Linked DNA regions of Mus musculus: all the other regions are linked to region 3. A link is a contact called in public promoter capture Hi-C data. All regions are on one chromosome and are shown on one strand. The core of a region is the stretch at or near the end of the contact, and the rest is flanking DNA. Distances in the headings are between cores, read along the strand shown. Region 1 overlaps Llgl2 (LLGL2 scribble cell polarity complex component). Region 2 overlaps Sec14l1 (SEC14-like lipid binding 1). Region 3 overlaps Prpsap1 (phosphoribosyl pyrophosphate synthetase-associated protein 1).

Evidence for each region. Capture Hi-C pulls out chosen DNA fragments and counts their contacts.
Region 1: a promoter capture Hi-C map of liver shows a contact between it and region 3, with 3 times the contacts expected there. The contact joins two enhancer-like sites. A contact is called at or near these places in 1 of 39 promoter capture datasets (hippocampal neurons), 1 of 15 datasets of contacts at CTCF or cohesin (large pre-B cells) and 1 of 9 other capture datasets (liver).
Region 2: a promoter capture Hi-C map of liver shows a contact between it and region 3. The contact joins two enhancer-like sites. A contact is called at or near these places in 2 of 9 other capture datasets (liver and pancreatic islet).

The regions. Positions count from the first base shown.
Region 1 is chr11:115,840,267-115,844,038 of GRCm38.p6, reverse strand. It overlaps Llgl2 (LLGL2 scribble cell polarity complex component), which reads right to left. Exons shown (of 26, transcript NM_145438.2): 3 at 625-722. Among named protein-coding and RNA genes, the nearest start is that of Myo15b, 16 kb to the left of the region's middle. Within about 2 kb of position 1,663, at least 116 of the 459 cell types and tissues checked have an H3K27ac peak or open chromatin away from gene starts, as enhancers often do. A contact at or near this core is called in liver, where this site is marked.
Region 2 is chr11:117,126,204-117,129,876 of GRCm38.p6, reverse strand. The region is part of intron 2 of Sec14l1 (SEC14-like lipid binding 1); the gene reads right to left. Among named protein-coding and RNA genes, the nearest start is that of Sec14l1, 13 kb to the right of the region's middle. Within about 2 kb of position 1,441, at least 84 of the 459 cell types and tissues checked have an H3K27ac peak or open chromatin away from gene starts, as enhancers often do. A contact at or near this core is called in liver, where this site is marked.
Region 3 is chr11:116,474,555-116,478,279 of GRCm38.p6, reverse strand. Prpsap1 (phosphoribosyl pyrophosphate synthetase-associated protein 1) reads left to right here. Exons shown (of 10, transcript NM_026364.1): 6 at 165-220; 7 at 933-1,078. Among named protein-coding and RNA genes, the nearest start is that of Prpsap1, 14 kb to the left of the region's middle. Within about 2 kb of position 1,944, at least 36 of the 459 cell types and tissues checked have an H3K27ac peak or open chromatin away from gene starts, as enhancers often do. A contact at or near this core is called in liver, where this site is marked.

The sequences.
Region 1 (3,772 bases), core at 414-2,913, 630 kb after region 3:
ACCGCTGGGGTAAGGTTGAACTATATAATAACAAGGCTCTGGCCTCGGCCTCCTGTGTATACACCAGCCCAGCCCACCTGGGCTGTCACTTAGGCTGGGTCAGAATAGCAGGAGCCTAGGGGGAGGACTTTGTGGCAGGAGATCACAGCTCAGCTACCCAAGGTGGGCCCCTGTCTCCCAACTTCTCTAGGCCTCTTAGCAGCGGGTGTAGGTTAGACATCAGGAATACCAGGTGTTGTCCAGGACTTCAGAGAAGTTGTCCCAGGGTGGAGCCTCCCTGCTGAAACCACCTGTATCCCAGACACCCCCTGCTGTGGACAAAAGACTATACAACTAGCTTGGACAACGTGGTAGTCACCCAGGGCCCTACAATCAAGTATACAAGTCAAGGGGGGGGGACGGGGGGGGGGGGAACGGGGACGTGAGTAACCAGAGAAGAGAAGATATACCCATTCTGTGCTCTAAGGACACACAGCTCGCGGTGCTAAATTCTCACCCTGCTCTTGGACCAAGCGCCCAAGATGAAGCAGGGTAAGACTGGCTCTCTCCAGATCTCACCTACCCCACATACACATAGAGATCACCTTGGCCTCACCCCATGGCAACAGGCACTGGAAAGGATACAGCTTGACAGCTCCAGAGCGGGTTCCGATGGCCAGGATGCGCAGCGAAGGGCTATAGCCAAGGGCGCTGGGCTGGTGTGGGAAGCCATGCTCCACTGTCTGAAATGAGAAGCATGTGGGCTGGGCCTATAGGCGAGTCCTTTGAATCCCCATGATCCCCCAGGGTTGGGGCTGGGCTGTGGAGTCACAGCTCAATCAGGGAAAGGGGGCTCTGAGCTCTGCACCTCCTCAGCTTGGAGTTAAAACAGGACTCATTTATGTCTGTAGTCCAGATCTCTAGTTGTCCTCTTGACCACTACACATACACCTACCTACATGAGAGTACACACAGTATACAACTATATAACCACATGTATAGTTACGCACATATATCATTTTGAAGGGCTGGGGGAGACAGGGACCCTGGAACTCACTATGTAGGCTATCAGGCTGGCTAGAGATCCACCTGCCACTGCCTCCCTAGTGCTGGGATTAAAGGGGTGTTGTGCACAGTGTACAGTTTTTGAAAAAAATACAGAGCTCTGACTGGATCGCATGGCATGAACACTTCCCCGCGTGTTCATGGACATGTATAGCTTTCCAGGTTATCTGCGTGCGATCACCCAATGGCTAAAGGCTTTACAAGGAGCTGAAAATGGCTGGAGAACATCCCGGAGGGGTCACTGCCTCCCTCCCAGGGTTCCCAATGCCAGCCACCCTGGTGACCAGGTCTAGGTTTCTGTCCCTGCCTGCAGCTCTGGGCCTTTTTCACCGTTGGTGTGCAAGGAGCTACAGACAGGAGGTGCGAATGCCAACAGCTGATGTCAAAGCATTGCTCAGCAGGCCTGGGCTTCTGCTTCCCAACAGCTACCTACCCTACGGCACTGACTCTGCTGCAGTAGGCTGAAGCAGGGCCCAATGGCAACTGCCTTGTAAGTTACTGAGCTAAATCCGCAGTGTGCAGAAGGAGTCAGCTTCCAGACTCCAGTCAGTGTTACCAGGAGCCCTATCAGAGCCCCAGCAGCACAGAGAGATAAGCCCTGGCGACAGCAGGAGAAAACTCAAGGGCCACACCTCCCCAGAGTCCAGCCCAGTGGCTCATGGGAGGAGGCCAGGGCAGGGAGGACAGCTCTAACAAATGCCTCCTTTAGGGGATCCCTGAGGATGACAGGGTGGGTAGACAGGGCAGGAACACAGTCTGCCTTGCAAATGGCCATACCTGGATGGCCGGCCAGGAATGCAAGACCCCAGGCGGAGGGCCCCAGCCAGTCCCAGTCCCTGTTCAGCTATGTGAAAAATGCAGGGCCTGGGGAGATAGCTGAGTGTCTGGAATGCAAACATTTCCCAGAAAAAGGAGAGCAGAGAAATCACACAGGCTGTGTGGGACAAGCTCTCCCGGGGCCCTGCGAGGCCTTGGCTGATCCCAGGTTACTGAAGCCTGGAGAAGAGATAGAGACCAGGAGAGAGCTCCAAGCTCTTAATTTAGCCATTTCCCCATTACCACCAGCAGTGGCTTTGGAATGTAGAATTTGGAGGACTGGGGGGTGGGGTGGGGGATAAACCCTCAGGAGCTGAAGGCCCAGTAGGAGGCCCCACTCCCTGAGCAGCCTAGGACAGCAGTCAAGCGGCCAAGGCTCACTTGTATCAAGAAGATGATATTTAAAGTTTCTCTTATTTCAGCCAATTTAAAGTGTGAACGGATATTCAAACTGTGCACAGTGGTTCCCGCCTGTAATCCCAGCACTCAGGGGGAGCGAAGGCATGAAAGTCAGGAGTTCAAGGGCAGCCTAGGTTATACAGTAAATTCCAGGCCAGCCTGGGCTACAGGCTGTCTCAAAAATCAAACAACTATAAAACAACAACAACAAAAGGAAGAAAGTACATTTGGTTCTGCCACAGTGAAGTGTCTTTACTAAAACAACCTGAAGGGAGGCCAACCTCGGGCCTCACCTTACATCTCCAATCTCAAACTCTTAAGACAGAGCTTTTCAAAGAGTTTATTTTACAACTGAGACTGTTATAAAGTGTAAAAAAAAAAAAAAAATCAGAATTTAGAGACTTAGTATCAACAAAACAAAGCAAATTAGGGACTGGAGTGATGGCTAGTCCATTAAGAGACTCCTCTCCCAGAGGATCTGTGTTAGATTCCCAGCATCCACATGGCGGCTCACACCAGTCTCTGAGTCCAGTTCCAGGGGACCCAGCGCCCTCTTCTGGCCTCTATGGGCAGTGCATGCATATGATAAATAGACATACATGTAGGCACATACACAAACAAAAAATAAAAACAAAAAATAAAAAAATAAACATAAAAAAAATCTTTCCCGGGGCTGGAGAGATGGCTCAGTGGTTAAGAGCGCCGACTGCTCTTCCAAAGGTCCCGAGTTCAAATCCCAGCAACCACATGGTGGCTCATAACCATCCATAATGAAATCTGATGCCCTCTTCTGGAGTGTCTAAAGACAGCTACAGTGTACTTACATATAAATAAATTAATTAATTAAAAAAAAATCCTTCCCCAAACACACACACACACACACACACACACACAAGTCAAAACAACTTACTAATAGCTGTATTGCCTACATGTAAAGATAATATTTTGAGTATATTAAACAGAATTCTTATCTAAATTAAATCTGATTATTTAATGCTAGAAATTTTAAGTTATATACATGGCTCCTATTATATTCTTTGTTTATTTGTTTGTTTGTCTTTCAAGACAGGGTTTCTCTGTGTAGCCCTGGTTGTCCTGGAACTCACTCTGTAGACCAAGCAAGCTGGCCTCAAACTCACAGAGATCCCCCTGCCTCTGTCTCCCGGGTGCTGGGATTAAAGGTGTACACAGCCCAGTCTCCTATTGTAATCTTACTGGACCAACATACTACCCTAGAATATTCTGACTTCGCATCCTCAGGGAAGTCAAGTCAAAGAGAAACACATTTTCAGATTTCTGGCCTCTGAGGCCACGACCTGCCCCGTCAGCTCTTAAGCAGTTCAACAATCCTGCTTGAATCCTTCCTGCTGCAAAGGTTGGGCATCCCCCATCTCTTACTTCCTTCAGAGTCCCAAGGACTGTGACCACTCCTCCCTGTCCTTCCAAAGGCCAGTTGAGAACAGGCACCCAGTCAGGCTCACCAGAATGACATTCAGGATGCCCTGAGCAGTGT
Region 2 (3,673 bases), core at 192-2,691, 650 kb before region 3:
GGGCAACTGTGCACTGCCTAAAGGTGCAGAGGGGAGCTTGGGCTGTGTGCAGCCGGCCCACTCTGGTTTGCAGCAGTCTGCCCCCGCCCCCGCCCCTTTGCTCTTAGCTTTGCACAAGCTGGTTCAGCAGCAGGCTCCCTGTCAGCCACAGAGCAAGCCAGGCTGGTCGCCAGGCCAGGCCAGGCCAGACGTGCTCATCAGACAGCCTGTGGAGACGGCTTTGATGCCCACTGCACACTTGAGAACCAGCACAAGGGGAAGAGATGTGTCGGCTCTCCAGAAAACCAGCAGATTCCGGAAGGCGGTGCACTGGGCCGTCTTGGAATCGTTTCCCACCCCCAGTGACACATGGTCCTCCTTTGCCTCACTGCTACACAGTTAATACTTGCTAAGTTTCTTCAGAGTTCTAAACTTTTGGACCACAAGTGGTGGTTCACCCCTGTAATCCCAACACTGAGGCAGGAGGATTACAAGATCGAAGCCTGCCTAGGCTATGCATTGGAGGACAACTCCCCATGTCCAGCAACCTCTGAGGACCACAGCACCCAAGTGCTATACACACAGGTCAGCTATCTGTGTTTAGCATTCCTCAGGCAACAAACCTCCATCGGGACAGGAGCAGACCAATACAAGGGCGTGCCCCTCCCCTGCAATGCCAATTGCTGGCTTGATTTCAAACAAAACCCAGTTTAAGGGTCTGGTTGATATGGATCCCTGAGGGAATCTGCACTGGGGGCACGTACAAACCCTCCAGTAGTTACTGACTGGCTGACAGACTGGCTTCAAACTCTGCATCGTCACAGCCTACGTGCTTGGTGCTGAGATTATAGGTGCTTGCCACACTCACCCACAGTTAACAAATGAACCCCTTTAAAAGAGAAAGTATAGCCGGGCAGTGGTGGCACATGCCTTTAATCCCAGCACTTGGGAGGCAGAGGCAGGCGGATTTCTGAGTTTGAGGCCAGCCTGGTCTACAGGGTGAGTTCCAGGACAGCCAGGGCTACACAGAGAAACTCTGTCTCAAAAAAAAACAAAAAAAAGAGAGAAAGAGAGAGAGAGAGAGAGAGGGAGAGAGAGAGAGAGAGAGAGAGAAACTATTCCTTCAATCCCAAGTATTGACCAGTTCCTTTATTATAATGGTATTCAAGCAGGTACAGTAGAGGAGGCCCGTGTGCTGGCACCGGCACTCCCAGCTGCTCACGGAGGCTGAGGTGGAAGGACCACACATCAGCCAGGAGCTTGAGCCAGGCTGGTCAACACGGCCAGACCCTGCATTAAAAACAATCAGGCAAGAAAACTGGAAGGCAGGGACACCTCACACAAGGACAAGCTCCAGTGACAACACACTTGCTTGACGTGGCAGCCAGCAGAAGACAGCTCATCCGGGATACAAACCATGAGTCTGGCAGCTCCTTCGGACAGGCCCTAGCCCTGGCTCTTTGCTGAGCAGGCTGCAGACTGCTCCTCCCACCACTTTCCCGTTTCAATCCTCGTCCCGCAGCTCAGGCCCACAAAGTAGCTCATGCTATACTTGGCTCTAACACAGCAGCAGCATGTTAATCCACTCTTTGTGTTTGCTTTCAACTATTAAACCAGCATTATCTGCTGTTCACAAAAATACAGCAAGCCACTGCTGCCCGACAGTGCCTGGCCAGATACATGGGAAAGCCAGAGCTCTCTGAGTGCTGACACGCATTCTTCAGTTATCAAAATAAACGACCAGTGATAGTCTCAGAGTTAGAGGACACCAGCGCTGCAGGCAGCTCTCTCAGTAGGCAGAACCCTCTCCTAGAATCCTAGGACAGAGGACTCCGGGCCTCCACCACAGGCCACGTGTGTGGCAGCAGGCATTTGATATGTCTACAACTTTAGTACTTGAGAGGTGGAGGCAGAGGGTGAGGAGGGAGTCCAAGGTCACTGTCTCACACACTGGGAGCTGGAGGCCAGCATAGGTTAAAGATCCTGACCTAAAAAGAGAAAAATAGAAAGGTAAGCTAGAGCAAACAGAGCAGACGGCACATAAATGCACCTCCGTCCGTTCTGCACGGTGAAGCCCCACTTAGCAGAACTGTTTGACTTCTCGGTGTAAAAGATAATCCGTGGCCTTCAGGAAAGCATTTGGTGTTCCAGGGAACTGCAGCTGTCAGCTTTAAAAATGCCATGTGCTTGCCCACATAAAAGAATGCAATGAGCTATGGAAATATTATCTAGTGTCATGAACTAGAATCAAAGCCTCGTGGAGTCGGCGGTGGCGCCAGCACAGTTCCCATAGTGCACTGCTATAGGTCTGCAGCTTCGCAGAGCCTGGGGGGCTCAGGCTTAAGTCACACTCAGCAGAAGACAGGAAGTCAAGCGCAGTTCAGACTGGCCCAGAACCTTGAGGGAGCAGGGCCACCTGAGGAAAGCTCTTGTATTGCCACAGTCATTTCTCCAAAACGGCAGGGCTCACCAGTTCTCCCCATGGGACACTCCTGTGTCATCTCACTTCCACAGCAGGCTACCCGGGAAAGCCAGTGCTGCGTGGCAAGGCCTGGGTTTGAGCCCCAATACCACAGAAAGGAAAGATGAGCCCGACATCACAGCTGTACTTGGAATGACTACACCAAAGTCTGAGGCTATCCCATGTAAGGGATGAGGCTAGACCTGGGCTGGCCTGCACAAGCGTCAACCCCAGTACTCAGATCAGACCCTGTCCTTAAGCCAACAAGCTCAAGACAAAACACTCCTGGGAAGCATGTAATTATATCATTTTTTTTTTTGGTTAATATTACAGCAAAAATTTTTTAAATGTGCAGTATGGTGCTGGAGAGATGGCTCAGTGGTTAAGAGCACTTGCTGTCTTACAGAGGACCTGGATTTAGTTCCCAGCACCCACATGGTGGCCCACGACAGCATATATGAACACCCCTCCATTCCAAGGGATCTGGCACTCTCTGGACCCTGCAGGCACCAGGCACACACATGGTACACAGACAGACACACAGGCAAAACGCATACACATATAAAATAAAAATAAATCTTAACAAACTCAAAAGTACAGCCCAGGGGTTGACACAGTAACTCAGAAGGTAAAGGCATGTGAACACAGGTGTGACCCCAAGAGCCTCACAGTGGAAGAGTGAGAAACTCCAGCCAGGTGTCTGCTCGCTTCCACACACATGTGCATACATTAGACACACAGAATAACACCTTTAAAATGTTTGTTTACAGTGTGCATTACACCCCATAGTCAAAAGGTAGAAGCAGCCCAAGTGTTCATCAATAAATGAACTGATGTGCACACACAGTGGACTACACTATGAACTGATGTGCACACACAGTGGACTACACTATGAACAGATGTGCACACACACTGGACTACACTATGAACAGATGTGCACACAGTGGACTACCATATCCAGCTTTGAAAATGAATGGAATTCCAAGTGTGGTGGTGACATCTCCTGACACTTGGAAGGAAGAGACAGCCATATCTCTGAGTTCTAGACTAGCCTGGTCTACAAAGAGTTTTCAGGTCAGCTAGGGCTACATTATAAGCCCCTATTTCAAAAACAAAGAAAAAAAGAAAAAGGAAGGATATTTTTATCCAACACAGATGACCCTTGAGAACATTAGGCTAAGATGAGTGAGGCCCAAAGGAGCAGACTTGCTTCCACCTCTTTGTGGCCTTAAA
Region 3 (3,725 bases), core at 695-3,194:
TTCTGGTATCTTGATGTAGCACAGCTTTCTCATCGATGAACTGATCATACGGGGATGTCCTCATGAGCTCCAGCGCATTGCTGGAAGAAAACCTGTATCCAGATTTAGGTGGTTTTTTTATTTTTAATAATGCTTCAGTATTTTTATTTTTCCTCCAAATCTAGATTCCAAATTACAGAAATGCAGTCATTGTAGCTAAGTCTCCTGATGCTGCAAAAAGGTAAATATGGCAAGCACTTCTCATCCCAGTGCGGCTGTGGCAAGAACTAGTGTGGGGATCCAGGGCCGTCCCAGTGTGGCCAGTAAGAAAGAGCGCATGGGTTCTCCTTTCCTGCCTCACTGTCAGGTCCACTCAGCAGCTTCATCTCCAGACATCACGGGTGCCTCGCACTGTGCTGCTCGGGCTGGAATTCTCCCAGTCTTCAGGGAGACAGTGACTGAGCACTTAGCAGTGATCTTATTGAAGACAGTGCGTCCTTTGTGTACACCGGGCTTTTTTCAGGCTCCCTTCATAGCTGAGGATGACCTGGAAATTCTGACCTTGCTGCCTTTCCTTCTGGAATGCTGCAATTAGGAGAGTCACTATGCCCTGTTTATATAGTGCTGGGAATCAAACCCACAACCCTACGCATGCCAGATGAGCACTCTACCAACTAAGCCACATCTCCAGTCTGCCCCTGATTTTTGAAACATTGTTTTGAACAAGGTTCTGGAAATAGCTTTAAGGAATACTGGGGAGAGAAACCCCAAATTATCGAGACTCCAACAGTAGCCCTTGAGGCGTTTATCTTCTGGCCTGGTTTATAGAAATGGTTCTTTGTGCCCCCTCAAAGACTGAATGCGGGTTCTGTCTTGTGATCACTAGAGCGGGGCCGTGGGCTGGGCCTTCTTCCCATCAGTGTCACCGTGGCCAACCATTGTCTTCTTCTCAGGGCTCAGTCCTATGCTGAAAGGCTCCGCCTGGGGCTGGCTGTGATCCACGGAGAAGCGCAGTGTACAGAGCTGGATATGGACGACGGTCGGCACTCCCCACCCATGGTCAAGAACGCCACGGTGCACCCAGGCCTGGAGCTGCCCTGTAAGATTGCACCACCTTTGCTTGTGAACAGGAGACAATTCCGAATCTGTGACTCTTGGTGTGAATTAGAGGCTCTTTGAGCTGTTTAGCGCTCTTTAAGTAATCGAGTGTATTGCCTTGGCTTCCCCATTCATAAAAGAGGAGTTAGGGGTTCCCTCACCCAGCACAGTTGGCTAGAGCGGCTTGTAAGTGTGAGTGTGTACCTTTAGTGCGCAGCTGTGTGTGACGGTGTGGAGCCCAGAGCCTTTGGTTGTACTTTGGTAATTGGCATGGCTTTGGGGTTTTGGCCATTAGGCCTCTTTACCATTTGTTTGTTTTAGTTGGGCAGGTCTTGGACCTGGTATCTGACTAAATTGCTGCTCTTACTCCAAATGGGTGAGCAGCTCACTTCCACAGACACTCTGGCACTGACGAGGGCTGTACACTGCAGAGAGGCCTAAGGGGTTTACAGAAAAGAGAGTACATCTGCCCCGGAAACGGTCACAGAGTAGCAGGGAGAAGTAGTTTTGCAGTTGATTTCGGGGCCACTGGCTCAAGTGTAGGTACTCCCCGTCTGTTAAAAGGAGTGTATAATATGCTTTTAGCTTTACTTGGATTTTTGCTTTTTGAGGTTTCATTATTTTACATTTTTTAGTGCTAGACACTGAATTTGGCTGTAAAAAGTACGGGTGTGCACTGCTGTCTTCAGTCTGTAGACAGAACAGTGGTGTATGCTTCCTGTGGCTTGAGCCTGGGCCGTGGGTCTCACCCTGGACTCCCCCAAGGACTGTCACCTAAGCTTCAGGCCTTATCACTCCCCAGGGTCCTGTAGAGCAAGATGAAAAACCTTTGTCTTTTTGTTTTGGGTTTTGGCCCAGGGCCTGGTCTGTGGCTGCACATTGCACATAGTTGGCGAGTCTGTAGCCTTATTTAATCCAGAGTGGCTCCTCTGTGCTTAGTCTCGATGACCTTGATCCAGAGGGCAGCACAAGCCAGTTATTTTGTAGATTGTCCCTTAATTGAGACTTGTTTATGTCCTCGTGCTTAGATGCAAATTTGCGTATTTGGCAGGAATGCCACAGGAAACACGTGATGTGTCCCGTTGCTGGAGCGGCTGATTTCGGCGTCTTGGTTAAAATGGTGTCTGGCGGCCTTCTTACTAGGACAGTTACCTTTTTTTCTCTTTGTCAGTCGTGTGCTGTGAATCCCCACCTCCCTCAGACTTAGCCTGTATGTATTGTTCTCACCAACTCAGTTAGAGTGTCCTGATTATTGGCAGATGGCCTCTTTTCTTTGCTGCTGCTGGATTTAAGACAATCTTGCTTTGCAGCCTGGGTTGGGCTTTTGAGATTCCCTAACCAGTTGCAGGGCAAGATTACTAACACACACCACCACGCTTGGGTCGGGGAGCACTCAGGTGCCTGCAGAGGCCAAAAGAGAGTGGCAGATTCCTTGTGGGCATTTGTGAGCTGTGTACTGTGGATGCTGGATCCACGACGGAGCAGCAAGCATCCTTAGCCGTCGAGCCATCTCCAGCCACCCATACCCCACTCACCTTTTTTTGTTTTTTTGGTTTTTTTTTGGTTTTTTAAGACAGGGTTTCTGTAGACCAGGCTGGCCTCGAACTCAGAAATCCGCCTGCCTCTGCCTCCCAAGTGCTGGGATTAAAGGAGTGTGCCACCACGCCCGGCCCACATGCCTTTTTAAGATGGTATCTAACTGTGTTGCCTACCTGGGCTCAGACTTTTGGACTGAAGTACACTTGTCTTGGCCTCCCTCGTTCCCTCATAGCTACAACTTCACACCACTTTACACAAGGAACCTGGAGCTAAGTTCTGTTGAGAGGACCTTGATATGTGCCCAGGCTGGCCTGAAATTCTCAATGCTCCTGCCGTCCCCTCTTGAATGCTAGGATTATCATCTGTCACCATGCCAGGCTGTCTAAATTCAAGAGATTGCCCTGATTCTGATGGGAAACAAAGACAGATATATTAAAATTGGACCAGAAAGTGGTGGTGGTGGGGGGGTTGTCTGTCTGTCTCATGTGGCCCAGGCTGGCCTCAGACTGGTTATATAACTAAAGGTTACTTAGAACTTCTGATCTGCTGCCTCATCTTCCTGAGTACTAGAGTCAGGATGGTGTTGCTGCTGCCATCCCAGTTTTATGTGGTGTTGGGGAATCAAACCAAGGAAGAAGCTTAGGCGCGCTGGGCAGGCCTGCTCCTGGCTGAGCTGTCCCCAGCCCTGGCTGGTCTGTGCTGTTGCTTGGAGAACAGTCTCTCATAGCCTATTGTCAGTTATTAATGGTTTTTTTTTTTTTTTTAAGATTTATTTATTACATGTAAGTACACTGTAGCTGTCTTCAGACACACCAGAAGAGGGCGTCAGATCTCGTTATAGATGGTTGTGAGCCACCATGTGGTTGCTGGGATTTGAACTCTGGACCTTCGGAAGAGCAATCAGGTGCTCTTACCCACTGAGCCATCTCACCAGCCCTATGAATGGGTTTATTAAGTATATAGCAAGCCGAAGTAAAAGGATAGGGAGGGAGGGAAAAATAGATAGATGATTGATTGATTGATTGATTGATTGATAATGAAGAGAGGAACCCTCTCTGCTGCACCCAAATAAGAACAGAGAGAAAAAAGGAACACAAGTGGGTGATCAC